Regions from separate parts of the Ovis aries genome. Here region 1 is linked to region 2. The links are chromatin contacts, called in public Hi-C maps. All regions are on one chromosome and are shown on one strand. Each heading gives the region's core, a stretch centred on a gene start, on an enhancer-like site or on the middle of the called end of the contact. The rest is flanking DNA. Distances are from core to core; before and after follow the strand shown.

The links. Hi-C and Micro-C count contacts between places; a contact is called where the count stands out from the background.
Region 1: a Hi-C map of skin fibroblasts shows a contact between it and region 2, with 2.2 times the contacts expected there. The contact joins two enhancer-like sites. A contact is called at or near these places in 7 of 16 Hi-C or Micro-C datasets (blood, hypothalamus, liver and 4 more).

What each region holds. Positions count from the first base shown.
Region 1 is chr3:221,131,086-221,136,855 of ARS-UI_Ramb_v3.0, forward strand. It overlaps LOC121819241 (a long non-coding RNA gene), which reads right to left. Exons shown (of 2, transcript XR_006059500.2): 2 at 1-1,721. Among named protein-coding and RNA genes, the nearest start is that of PRR5, 21 kb to the right of the region's middle. Within about 2 kb of position 1,581, at least 3 of the 54 cell types and tissues checked have an H3K27ac peak or open chromatin away from gene starts, as enhancers often do.
Region 2 is chr3:220,607,789-220,613,508 of ARS-UI_Ramb_v3.0, forward strand. SAMM50 (SAMM50 sorting and assembly machinery component) reads left to right here. Exons shown (of 15, transcript XM_004007040.5): 15 at 1,116-1,321. The coding sequence ends at 1,161. Among named protein-coding and RNA genes, the nearest start is that of PARVB, 26 kb to the right of the region's middle. Within about 2 kb of position 2,038, at least 15 of the 54 cell types and tissues checked have an H3K27ac peak or open chromatin away from gene starts, as enhancers often do.

The DNA of each region.
Region 1 (5,770 bases), core at 331-2,830, 520 kb after region 2:
ACAACAACCAAACGTGCCATGGGCTTGGATCCCCTGGCGGCCTGGAGAGTAAGCCCATGGCTGAGGGGCTTAGTTAAACGAAAGTCGCTTCCTTCTCACCAAGAGGCCTGGAGGGAAATGTAGCTGATACCTCCATGAGGACGATGCCTCAGCTGATGCCTCCATGGGGAGGGACGGGGAGGGCTTCCTACAGGAGGTGTTTTTTCGTCTGAAACCCAGAAGGAAAAATGGACGCATCTAGCTAAGGGGAGCGGGGGCGTAGCGGGGAGAGAGGGCAGAAAGAATAACACATGCTGGAAACCTGGAGGAGTGAGGAAAGGAAGGGCTGAGATCAAAGCAGGGGCAAACCCTGGTAGGTCTGAGCATCGGACCTGAGACGAGGGCCCCAGAAGATACCTGCTGTAAAGGCTGGCTCTGAAGGGATCAGAGTGTTATCTTAATTTTGTTTTTTTTTTTTTAATGATTCCTTGTGGCCAGGGTGTCAGGGCAAAATACACACAGCTATTACAATTGTTTGCAAACTGCTCATCTCCTCCACCCAGATCTCCGAGCTTCTTTCAGCAGCAGAATCTGTGAAATGGGCAGACAGAGACAGAAGCTGGAGAGGTTGGCTCGATTTGAGCTGAGCAGACCCAGCGAGGGGAGCCCAGAAGGGGCTTGGACCAGGGGGTGGGAGATGTAGGGAGAAGAATGGGAAGCAGTCTTGGAGTGCCAGAGACAGCAGCAGATACTGAGCACGTGAGCGACGGGGAGATAGTTCTCAGATGTTTCGCTGTGAACGAGGCTCTCCATCTGGAGTGCGGCGCTTTGCCGAGAGACCACGGTAGGCAGCCTGCTTCATAGTTACTTTGGATAGGACGCAAAACAGGTGCTTCCTTAATCAGCGGTGTCACTGCCCCTGGTCCACTGAGTAACTGCACGTATGTGGTCTCCCACAATCAAAGTAATACCCATTTCGCGCTCTCTCTCTCTCTCTCTCTCTCTCTCTCTCTCTCTCTTTTTCTTTTTTTTTTTTTGTCACAAAGCATGCAGACGCATGCACGCAACACAGGGCACGCGGAATCTTAGTTCCCTGACCAAGAACCAAACTAGCGCCCCCTGCAGGGAAAGTACAGATTCTTAACCACTGGACTACTGCTGCTGCTGCTGCTAAGTCACTTCAGTCGTGTCCGACTCTGTGCGACCCCATGGACGGCAGCCCACCAGGCTCCCCCGTCCATGGGATTTTCCAGGCAAGAGTACTGGAGTGGATTGCCATTGCCTTCTCCACTAAGGAAGTCCAAAAATAATACACATTACTTACCAGACGATGGGAACATGCTAAGTTGGAAAACTAGCAAGAACAGAAACTTCCCACATTGTCAGGACCCAAAGCCCACCACGGAGAGCAACAGGACATGCTGCGCTGAGGTCTTCTCTCCATCTCTGCATTGCTTGCGCACCCTCAGTGACGTCCCATACAATATTTTGAATCTGAGTGGGTTTTAATTTACTATGATCGCATAAGCACTTTTCCGTGTCTTTAAACACTGCAAACCAGATTCTAGTGGATGCGTCATATTCCAGAGAAGGGATGTGTAGTCACCTCATGATTCATTTTGCTGGGCTTTGACATGGCGCCTGTCTTCTCCTCTGATGAACAGGGTGAAGCTTTTCCTAAGTTTCAGAATATTTCCTTAGCGTGGGTTTCCAGAAGTGGAATTACTGAGTCAGCTCACTCCCTGAAACAGACAACAAAACAGGCCTCCAACAAGACTGTAGCCGCTTACACTCTCTCCTGAATACTCCTGGAAGGACTGATGCGGAAGCTGAAGCTCCAGTACTTGGGTCACCTGATGCGAAGAGCTGACTCTTTGGAAGAGACCCTGATGCTGGGAAAGATTGAAGGCAAAAGGAGAAGGGGGCGGCAGAGGATGACATGGCTGGGTAGCATCCCTGATTCAGTGGGCCTGAACATGGGTGAGCTCCAGGAGATGGTGGTGGACAGAAAAGCCTGGCGTGCTGCAGTCCCTGGGGTCACAAAGCGCCGGACATGACCTAGCAACTAAACAACAAGAACATTCTCCCCAGAAGTACCACACTTCCCCTGTCAGCATCCCTCACACACACACGTGTTATCACCTGTGATGCTGTCGACTCGAAACAGGAAGGAGGTCCCCCGGCCTGAGAGCCATTCCTCAGACAGCCCAGGAGGATGAGCGTGTGTTTCTCTGCCCACGACACCGGCACCCTGGGCACCGTCTCCTCCTGGCCTGTGGGGTCAGTGTCGGGGTGCCTAGGGGCCTGCGGGTGGGTGCTGCCTGTTCTAAGAAGTCCACAGAGCCAGATCTATAGCTCTGGCTTCCTAAACCATAAACGAGGGCACTGGGAGGACCACGGAGGACACGGCCCTGACTGGCCACCGCGTCATTGCCTCTCACAGCCTGGCGCCCTGCAGGCCCGCCTTTGGGGGGATGCGCTGTTCCCTGGTCTAAAGCCCCTCCTGCCTCCTCCCAGAACAGCAGCAGATCAAACGCACTGGGCTCCTGGACTTCATTAACATCATTTATTTCTCTGTGCCAGGCAGAAGTTTCCACTTAACAAGAGAAACCTTTTTTAAATTACATGTCCCATCCAGCAGCCACGTGGCTTGGAGGCTGAGGACAGATGGGGTTTGTCAGGATCTATGGGTCTCAGAACCTCTCCCCACTTCGGAGGCCCAGGGCCTCCCACTAGGGGATACCCAGCTCTGCTTCCAGATGGAAGGAGGCCAGGGCCGGAGCCCCGCAGCCAGTTCCAGGAGGCCGAGAGATCCCCCAGCCCCCAGCAGAGCCGGGGGCCCATCTCCGAGAGGCCCCAGCCACTCATCTGCTCACCCACTGGCCCTGTTTGCCTCATGTCCTCAGCACTGGGGCTGGCCTGGGGCTGGGGATGTAGAAAAATGTCAGACAAAGTGACCTCTCGCCAGGCGACCATCAGGCTCTGGAAGAGACAGGGGCCCCGACCAGGTCATCACATTCAGAAAATCTGTTTCCTGAGCGCTTACTATAGATTACAAACTGCGCTGGGAGAGTCGCACAGTGAGAACTCTGTGAGCTGGGGACAGGGAGGCGGGCTGTTTCTGCTTCCAGGCTTCCCTCAGGGCGCTCCACAAAGGCCCTGAGCCCCTGGGGCAGGGTCAGCCAGAGGGGCGCGTCCACACCTGTCCTGGGGGCAGCCGGGAGGGCGGGGTTCCTGTAGGCGCCCGGGAAGGAAGCAGCTGTGGGAAGCTGGCAGGGCTGGGGGCCGCGGTCACCTCCGCAGCCCACCCGCCACGGAAGCCAGGGCGTGGACCCTGCTCCAGGGGCCTGACAGGCCTCACTGGTCAGTCTCTGCCCCCTTCTTGACCTGCTTCAACCCAGTGGCCACGACGAGGTGACAGCTGGTGGACACAGAGGCTGCGGGCACCTCCCCGAAGTGGCCAGTCCTGGAGGACGAGAGGAAGATTTCTAAGCAGAGATGGGACGCAGGATGCAAATTGATGACCCCCCCCCCACAGAAATACCAAGGCCAGCTTTTAAAGAAAACAACTTCCCTGGCGGTCCAGTGGTTCGAACTCTGCCCTTTCACTGCCGAGGGGCCAGGTTCAAGCGCTGGCTCAGAGAAAGCCCAGACACAGCATCCCAGAGACCTCAGGTCAGCCCCCCAGATCCAGGTGCTGTCATCTCAACCCTGAGAAGCCCACAGCCAGGGTCTCCTGGCTCCATCACCCATCCCTACCCCCTCCCAGCGCCCGGGGATGTGGTCCTGGGCCCTCAGGGAGCAGGGCTTGGCAGAAGCCCTGGGCACAGACACCCCCTTCCCAATGATGGGCTCACCTTCTCCCGTGTCTCCTCTGGGAGCTAGACACTGTCTGCTTGTCCCCATGTGCCCTGCTGCCTGGGGCAGGGGGATGGGGTGAAGGGGATTGACCTTCAGGTCTTGAGGGTCACAGGGGATGGGAGGCTTGAGCACAAGCTGCTTTACCTTGATTAACTGATGTCCTCCTCACCACCATCCTATGAGTGGAAGGCCCCTGAGGGGCCACCGTCTATATCTTGCTGACCTGGACGTGAGCCAGGTACTCATTTCATTCCCATTTCAAAGATGAGGCAACCGAGGCAGAATTAGAACCCACAGCTTCCACTGTGAGGCCCTGGCTCTTTGCACTTAGCCATGCCCCCTCCTGGCATTGGTTTTTCATCTTCCGCATTAAATGTCTGTCAAATTGTTTCACACCCAATAACTTCCAGATGTTCAAGCTGATTTTAGAAAAGACAGAGGAACCAGAGATCAAATTGCCAACATCTACTGGATCATTGAAAAAGCAAGAGAGTTCCAGAAATATATCTATTTCTTTTTTTTTTTAATATCTATTTCTGCTTTATTGGCTATGCCAAAGCCTTTGACTGTGTGGATCACAATCAACTGTGGAAAATTCTGAAAGAGATGGGAATCCCAGACCACCTGACCTGCCTCTTGAGAAACCTATATGCAGGTCAGGAAGCAACAGTTAGAACTGGACATGGAACAACAGACTGCTTCCAAATAGGAAAAGGAGTACATCAAGGCTGTATATTGTCACCCTGCTTATTTAACTTATATACAGAGTACATCATGAGAAATGCTGGGCTGGAGGAAGCACAAGCTGGAATCAAGATTTCCAGGAGAAATATCAATAACCTCAGAAATGCAGATGACATCACTCTTATGGCAGAAAGTGAAGAAGAACTAAAGAGCCTCTTGATGAAAGTGAAAGAGGAGAGTGAAAAAGTTGGCTTAAAGCTCAACATTTGGAAAACTAATATCATGGCATCTGCTCCCTTCACTTCATGGGAAATAGATGGGGAAACAGTGGAACAGTGGCTGACTTTATTTTTCTGGGCTCCAAAATCACTGCAGATGGTGATTGCAGCCATGAAATTAAAAGACACTTACTCCTTGGAAGGAAAGTTATGACCAACCTAGACAGCATATTAAAAAGCAGAGACATGACTTTGCCAGCAAAGGTCCGTCTAGCCAAGGCTATGGTTTTTCCAGTGGTCATGTATGGATGTGAGAGTTGGACTGTGAAGAAGGCTGAGCGCCGAAGAACTGATGCTTTTGAACTGTGGTGTTGGAGAAGACTCTTGAGAGTCCCTTGGACTGCAAGGAGATCCAACCAGTCCATCCTAAAAGAGATCAGTCCTGGGTGTTCCTTGGAAGAACTGATGCTAAAGCTGAAACTCCAATACTTTGGCCACCTGATGCAAAGAGCTGACTCATTTGAAAAGACCCCAATGCTGGGAAAGATTGAGGGCAGGAGGAGAAGGGGACGACAGAGGATGAGATGGTTGGATGGCATCACCAACTCGATGGACATGGGTTTGGGTGAACTCTGGGAGTTGGTGATGGACAGGGAGGCCTGGGGTGCTGCAGTTCATGGGGTCATAAAGAGTCGGACACGACTGAGCGACTGAGATGAACTGAACTGGTCTGGGACAGGCTCAACAACTATATTGGGTTAGTAAGGAAGTGAGTGGGAGGCTTGGGGCAAGGGCTGGTGCCACAGCAGCCATCATTCCTGCCCCCAGAAGATTTCTTTTGCTCAAAACCCAAAACATCGGGATCAGACAGAAGCCACTGGGTCCAAATCACGGAGCTCTGGAGGTCCCAAAGGTGGAGGGAGGGGACAGTTATTGGGCCCACCTTGTAGCAAAACAGCTCCTCAAAGCCAGGTCACATGTAAGCAGAGGCCAGCTCTTCCTGGGCCCTCCAGACTTTGGGGGTTCAC
Region 2 (5,720 bases), core at 788-3,287:
GGGAGGGCGAGGTGCAGGTGTCTTGGCAGTGCACCGTCAGCTCTCCTCTGAATGAGGGGGCTGCTCTTGTCCAGTTTTTCTGGAAACTGTCAGAACTTGCAAAAACACGCCGTGTTCCACAAACACATCGTCAACTGCCGGTTGGGATTTGGAACTCTGCTTTCGCTGGAATCTTCTGCTTCCTGGTGTTGTGACCCCAGGACCATACAGCCCTGGTCCTGCCTCTGAGCCTGGCCAGCAGGTGGACAGCGTGGGAGACCACCTTCCGTGCCCGGGGCCGGTTCTTGGCCTGGTGGGTACTGACATCGCTGGGGGGTCCCAGGAACGCACCTCGGCTGGTGATTCTCAGTCTGTGTGTGGCCAGGGCAGGGGCCAGGCCGTCATGGACATGGCCAGGCCCTCGGGCACGCGTGCATCTGGGTGCGGAGCTCGGCTCCCAGGACCCTGCCGTGAGCACAGCCGCCTCCTCGCTGCTCGGCCTGCTTGCCCATCTGAACTTGGGCCCAGGGGCCTGTCAGCTGGTGATCAACAGTGCACAGAAGGGAACCTGCGAAAGTTTCGGTGGGTGGCAGATGCTGCAACCTACGTGACCTCCTGTGTCTTTCCTGCGAGAGGAGCAAAGAGGTGGTTGGGACAAACCCTGCGGGGCTGTGGGTTCTGCTGTTGCCAGACCCTGGGACTCCTCTGGTTTTGCCCTCCCAGCTCCCTCCCCGACCTCCCTGGGACATCCTGGTAGCCTTAGAAACAAACAAAGCTTCCCCCCACCACCTCCACCGCCCCCACCAGAGTTTTGTTGTTGGTGACTGTTTTGCTCCGAGGTCCTCTTGTTGTCTCCAGTTGGGTCAGGACTGGGGAAACAGGAGTAGAGGAGGAAGCAGGGAGGGGGATTTGTGTCTCCCGTTTCGTTCCCTCGTCCGTCCTCCAAAGGCAGAGGAGGGAGCAGCCAGGGCCAGCGGGTGAGGCCGAGCAGCCAGGAGGGCCCGGGCCTCCTGAGAGGCAGGGCTGTGGGCCTTGTGTTTGAGCCGTGCACGTCTCTGGATCCGACAGCAGCGGGGTGAGCAGGGCAGACCCGAGCGTTGACTTCCTGTCTTAAGAGAAAGCGCTTTGTTTTCCAGGATCTGTGACGGCGTCCAGTTTGGAGCTGGGATCAGGTTCCTGTAGTGGATGCGGCGCGTCCCCCGGCCCCCCAGCAGCGGCTCCAGGACCTGGGCAGCACTGACGTTCTCGGGGCCACTCTCTCTCTCTCCAGACAGACACGCTTCACGGATCCTTCAACTGCAGTCCTTGTGGGAAACCATGTCAATAAATTTTCAAATACAGATCCTCGGGCGCGTCGTGGATGGGAGTTCCTCTCCGAGGCTGCGCATGCCGCTTTCTCTGAGGTCAGGTGGCTTTGTGCATGTTCCTTCGTGCGTGCCGCTGGGTGAGGGGCCGGTCAGGCGTCTCCTGATTCCCCTTTCATCCCGGACTCTTTGGGTCTCAGTGCTCAGTTGCCACAGATTAGGTGGAATCAGCAATGGGATGGCTGTTAGCAAACTGTAAAACAGCATTAGAAAGTGTTATTAGTATCCTCATCCCTGGGCTTCCCTGGTGACTGGCTCCGTGGTGAAGAGTCTGCCTCCAGTGCAGGAGATGCCCATTCGACCCCTGGGTCAGGAAGATCCCCTGGAGAAGGGCATGGCAACCCACTCCAGTATTCTTGCCTGGAGAGTCCCATGGACAGAGGAGCCTGGCGGGCTGCAGTCCATAGGGTCTCAGAGTCAGACAGGACTGAGTGACTAACAACTCTCATTATCATCATTACTATTATATTTTTTGGTGGATTGACTGAAATAGTACGTCTGGGCTGTTTCTCAAAGCTACTGTGAGCCCCATCTCAAATCCTCGTGACTGCGATGGGCATTCTCCATGAAGCGATCCGCAGAGCCTGCCGCTGGGGGGCGTGCGTGCTCTGACTTGATGCCGGCTGAGAAGGGCCTGTGTGGGGCTGCAGGCTCAGGGCCCTGTCAGCCAGTGTGAGCGCCCTGCAAGGATGAACCAGCCTGACGTCAGGGAGGCAAGGAGGGAGGGCGTGTTCTCGGGAGGGAGGCGCGGCCGCCTCGTTATTAAAGGCGTGTGAATCCGCTTCTGTGCTGCCCTAACAAAGCACTGCGGACCTAGAGGCTCAGCGTGACACAGAGCTGTCCCCTTGCAGTCCATACGCCAGGAGTCCAAAATGGGTCTTGCTGGCCTGAAACCAGGGTGTCCGCAGGGGCGCATGCCTGCTGGAGGTTCCAGGGGAGGGGTGGTTTCCTGACCTTTCCCAGCTTCCCGAGGCGCCCACGATCCCTAGCTGATGGCCTCTTCCTGTGTCTTCAAAGCCCACAGCTCAGGCTTCCGTCTCCCTCTGACTCTTTGCCTCGTCTCTGGGCCCCTGTGACTGCTGGGCCCACCAGACACTCCAGGCTGGCCTGATGTTACCATCAGATGGTCAGCAGCCTCAGTTCTACCACAATCTAATAATGCCCCGGCCACACTGAGTCAGATACCCACAGGTTCCAGGAGTTAGAAGGTGGGCATCTTTGGGGAACCTTTATCCTGCCTAACACCTAGTATCTATCTCTCAATATTTTAGGGTAGACTTAATTAGCCACATGAGAAGAAAGTTTTAACAATTTAAACCTCCTCTGAATACTTCTAAAAATGGTGCCCTGTAAAAATGTCCAGGGGTGCAGGTGGTGCCCCAGAGGGCCTTAGCCAGAGAGTTTCCTATGGGATATCCCTCCCCACCCCCATGACCCCGGCTGGGGCTCAGTGCCCCTCAGCTTCATCCTCCCGTTACCTAGTTAATATTCCCACCAAGGCCACCCAAGTCCAGGGACCCACCTGCGCTAGGCCTCCGAGGTGTATGTCCCCCTCACTGCCCACGTGAACTATGGAGATTCTGCAGAGGATATTTAAGGAGAAAATTTTACCTCTCTTAATAGTTGGGAACCTAGGAGAACATACTTTTTTTCCCCTGAGTTGCTTTATTGTTTCCAGTTGCACGTTGATACACTTGGCAAAATAAGAAACCCACAGTATAGCTCTGTTGTGTTCAGGCTACAAATTAGGAACAGTAAAAATCCAGGTAGCCCAGACTCTCAGACTCCGTGCCCTTTGTGAATTCATCTTCTACTCTGGTGGAGAATCCAAAGAGAAGTCACTTTTGAAATGGTGCATCTTTAGTCACGCAGGGCTGGGTCCCCCCGGGCCGCCGCCCAGCTCCTTAATGAAAGCGTGGCAGGTGGGCCATCTGCCAGGTCAGGAGTCGGTTTCAGTGGCAAACACACTTCGCAGGCTGCTGCTCCACAGGGTGGAGTGGAAGCAGTGGAGACACGGGGTGAGATCAGAATTCTGTCCCTTCTCTGTGGGGTTCAGTGGGCAGACCGGAGCAGGAAGCCAGGAGCCCTTCACAAAGTGCCGTCCATGGAAGACCAGAGCCCAGGCCGGTTCACTGTGGACGGAGCTTCATAGCTGCTGTTCAGAGCGAAAGATGTCATAGAAAGGAGCGTGACGAGCACCGCCCTGCCTCCGTGAGTCTCTGTGGCCGCGCCTCCTGCCTTGTGGGATCTTAGTTCCCCGACCAGGGATCGAACCCGCGTCCGCTGCTCGGCAGTGAAAGCACCAAGTTCTAACCACTGCACCACCAGGGAATTCCCTTTGCATCTCAATTTGACTTCATTTTTCTCTAAATACCTGAGCATTTGGGATTAGACCAGAGTTCAGTATTTGTTCAATAAGGCTTTCATGTCACTCTGCAAAGGAATGGGCCAAGACACGAAGCCTTCCGTGTCTTCATCCTGGAGGGGAACGCTGCCATCTCCCTTGTTGGAAGCATGCTGGGCCAGTCTCCTTGTGCATGTGACCAAGGCTGGCTTCAGCAAAGACAGTTGTCTCAATGCCTACAAAGGAAAACCCGTCCATGATGCATCGTGTTGCCCGTTTCCATGACCTTGTGGCGGTCTCTGCCCTCGCACTCTGACCTTTTACACAAGTTCATCAGCCACGTGCTCCTGGAGCTGAGCCACCAGCCACCCCCTTCCCCCGCTGTCTGTTGTCTGCAAGGCTTTTACTGTCCAAGGAGGAAACAGGTTGTGCTTCCAAGGGTCTTGGGCACTGGAGCAAAGGACAGTCACGCAGGCTCTGCTGATGAAGATCAGGTCACACTTCCCCTTAGGTTGATTCCGGCATAGACCCTGCACTTCTGACATCTTCCTCATACCCCCACAGCTCCTGAAGCTAAGAATTCTCTTTAGTTTGTGAATTTGCTTCTTTTTTTTTTTAATATAAATTTATTTATTTTAATTGGAGGCTAATTATTTTACAGTATTGTAATGGTTTTGCCATACATCGACATGAATCCACCACAGGTGTACACGTGTTCCCCATCCTGAACCCCCCGCCCACCTCCCTCCCTATCCCTTCCCTCTGGGTCATCCCAGTGCACCAGCCCCAAGCATCCTGTATCATGCATCGAACCTGGACTGGAGATCTGTTTCACATATGATATTATACATGTTTCAATGCCATTCTCCCAAGTCATCCCACCCTCGCCCTCTCCCACAGAGTCCAAAAGACTGTTCTATACATCTGTGTCTCTTTTGCTGTCTCGCATACAGGGTTATCATTACCGTCTTTCTAAATCCCATGCGAATTTGCTTCTTTAAGACTAGATAAACCTACCTTCAGGATAATTAGATGTGTTCAAATGCACAGTGCGGTTTGGTTCAGTTCAGTTGCTCAGCTGTGTCCCGACTCTTTTGACCCCATGGCCTGCAGGATGCCAGGCCTCCCTGTCCATCACCAACTCCTGGAGCCTACTCAGACTCATGTCCATTGAGTCAGTGATGCCATCCAACCATCTCATCCTCTGTTGTCCCCTTCTCCTCCTGCCCTCAATCTTTCCCAGCCTCAGGGTCTTTTCCAGTGAGTGAGTTCTTCGCATTAGGTGGCCAAAGTATTGGAGCTTCAGCTTCAGAATTAGGTTAAAGATCACCAAAGAGGAGTGGATGCCTTAGTCTAGAACAAAAAGCAGAGAGCTGCATTTGAAAGAAAATGAAATGTTTGAAATCAGGTGGCTGGGGACTTCCTAAGGTGGTGCAGTGGCTAAGACTCTGTGCTCCCAATTCGGGGTGGGGAGGGGGGACGGGTTTGATCCCTGGTCGCGGAGCTAGATCCCACGTGGTGCAATTAAGAGCTCACATGTCACAACTAAGGATCCCACATGTAGCAATGAAGACCCGGCGCGGCCAAAAAATAAATCAGGTGGCTGTACCCAAGATTTCCGTTTCCAGCTTCTCTCAAGCAGTGGGTCTGATGACAAGAAGTCTTCGTTGCTGTAGGCAGCAGAGGGCTGGAGCTGGGAGTGGTCCTCCTCCAGCACGCATCTCCACCCCTGGGTGCCTGCGGGCCCTGTGTGGCTGTTTCAGCATCTATATAGTTCCTGCCGTGGGCCTGTCAGAAGTCGGAGCACCTGCGCGTGTCCAGGGAGGAGGCACAGAAGGTGGATAACCACGGGCCCCACGTCATGATGCTGCTCTGGTCCTTGAGGCTCTTCACCAGCCCCACCCGCTCCTTCCCTCTGGCTGCAGCCCTCTTCTGTCAAAGGACAGGATTTGGGTTTGGTCCCTTCAGGTGCTGGATTCCCGGGTCCCAAGGATGCTGCCTGTGGGTTTTCTGAGCCTTAATGCCCCCATGTA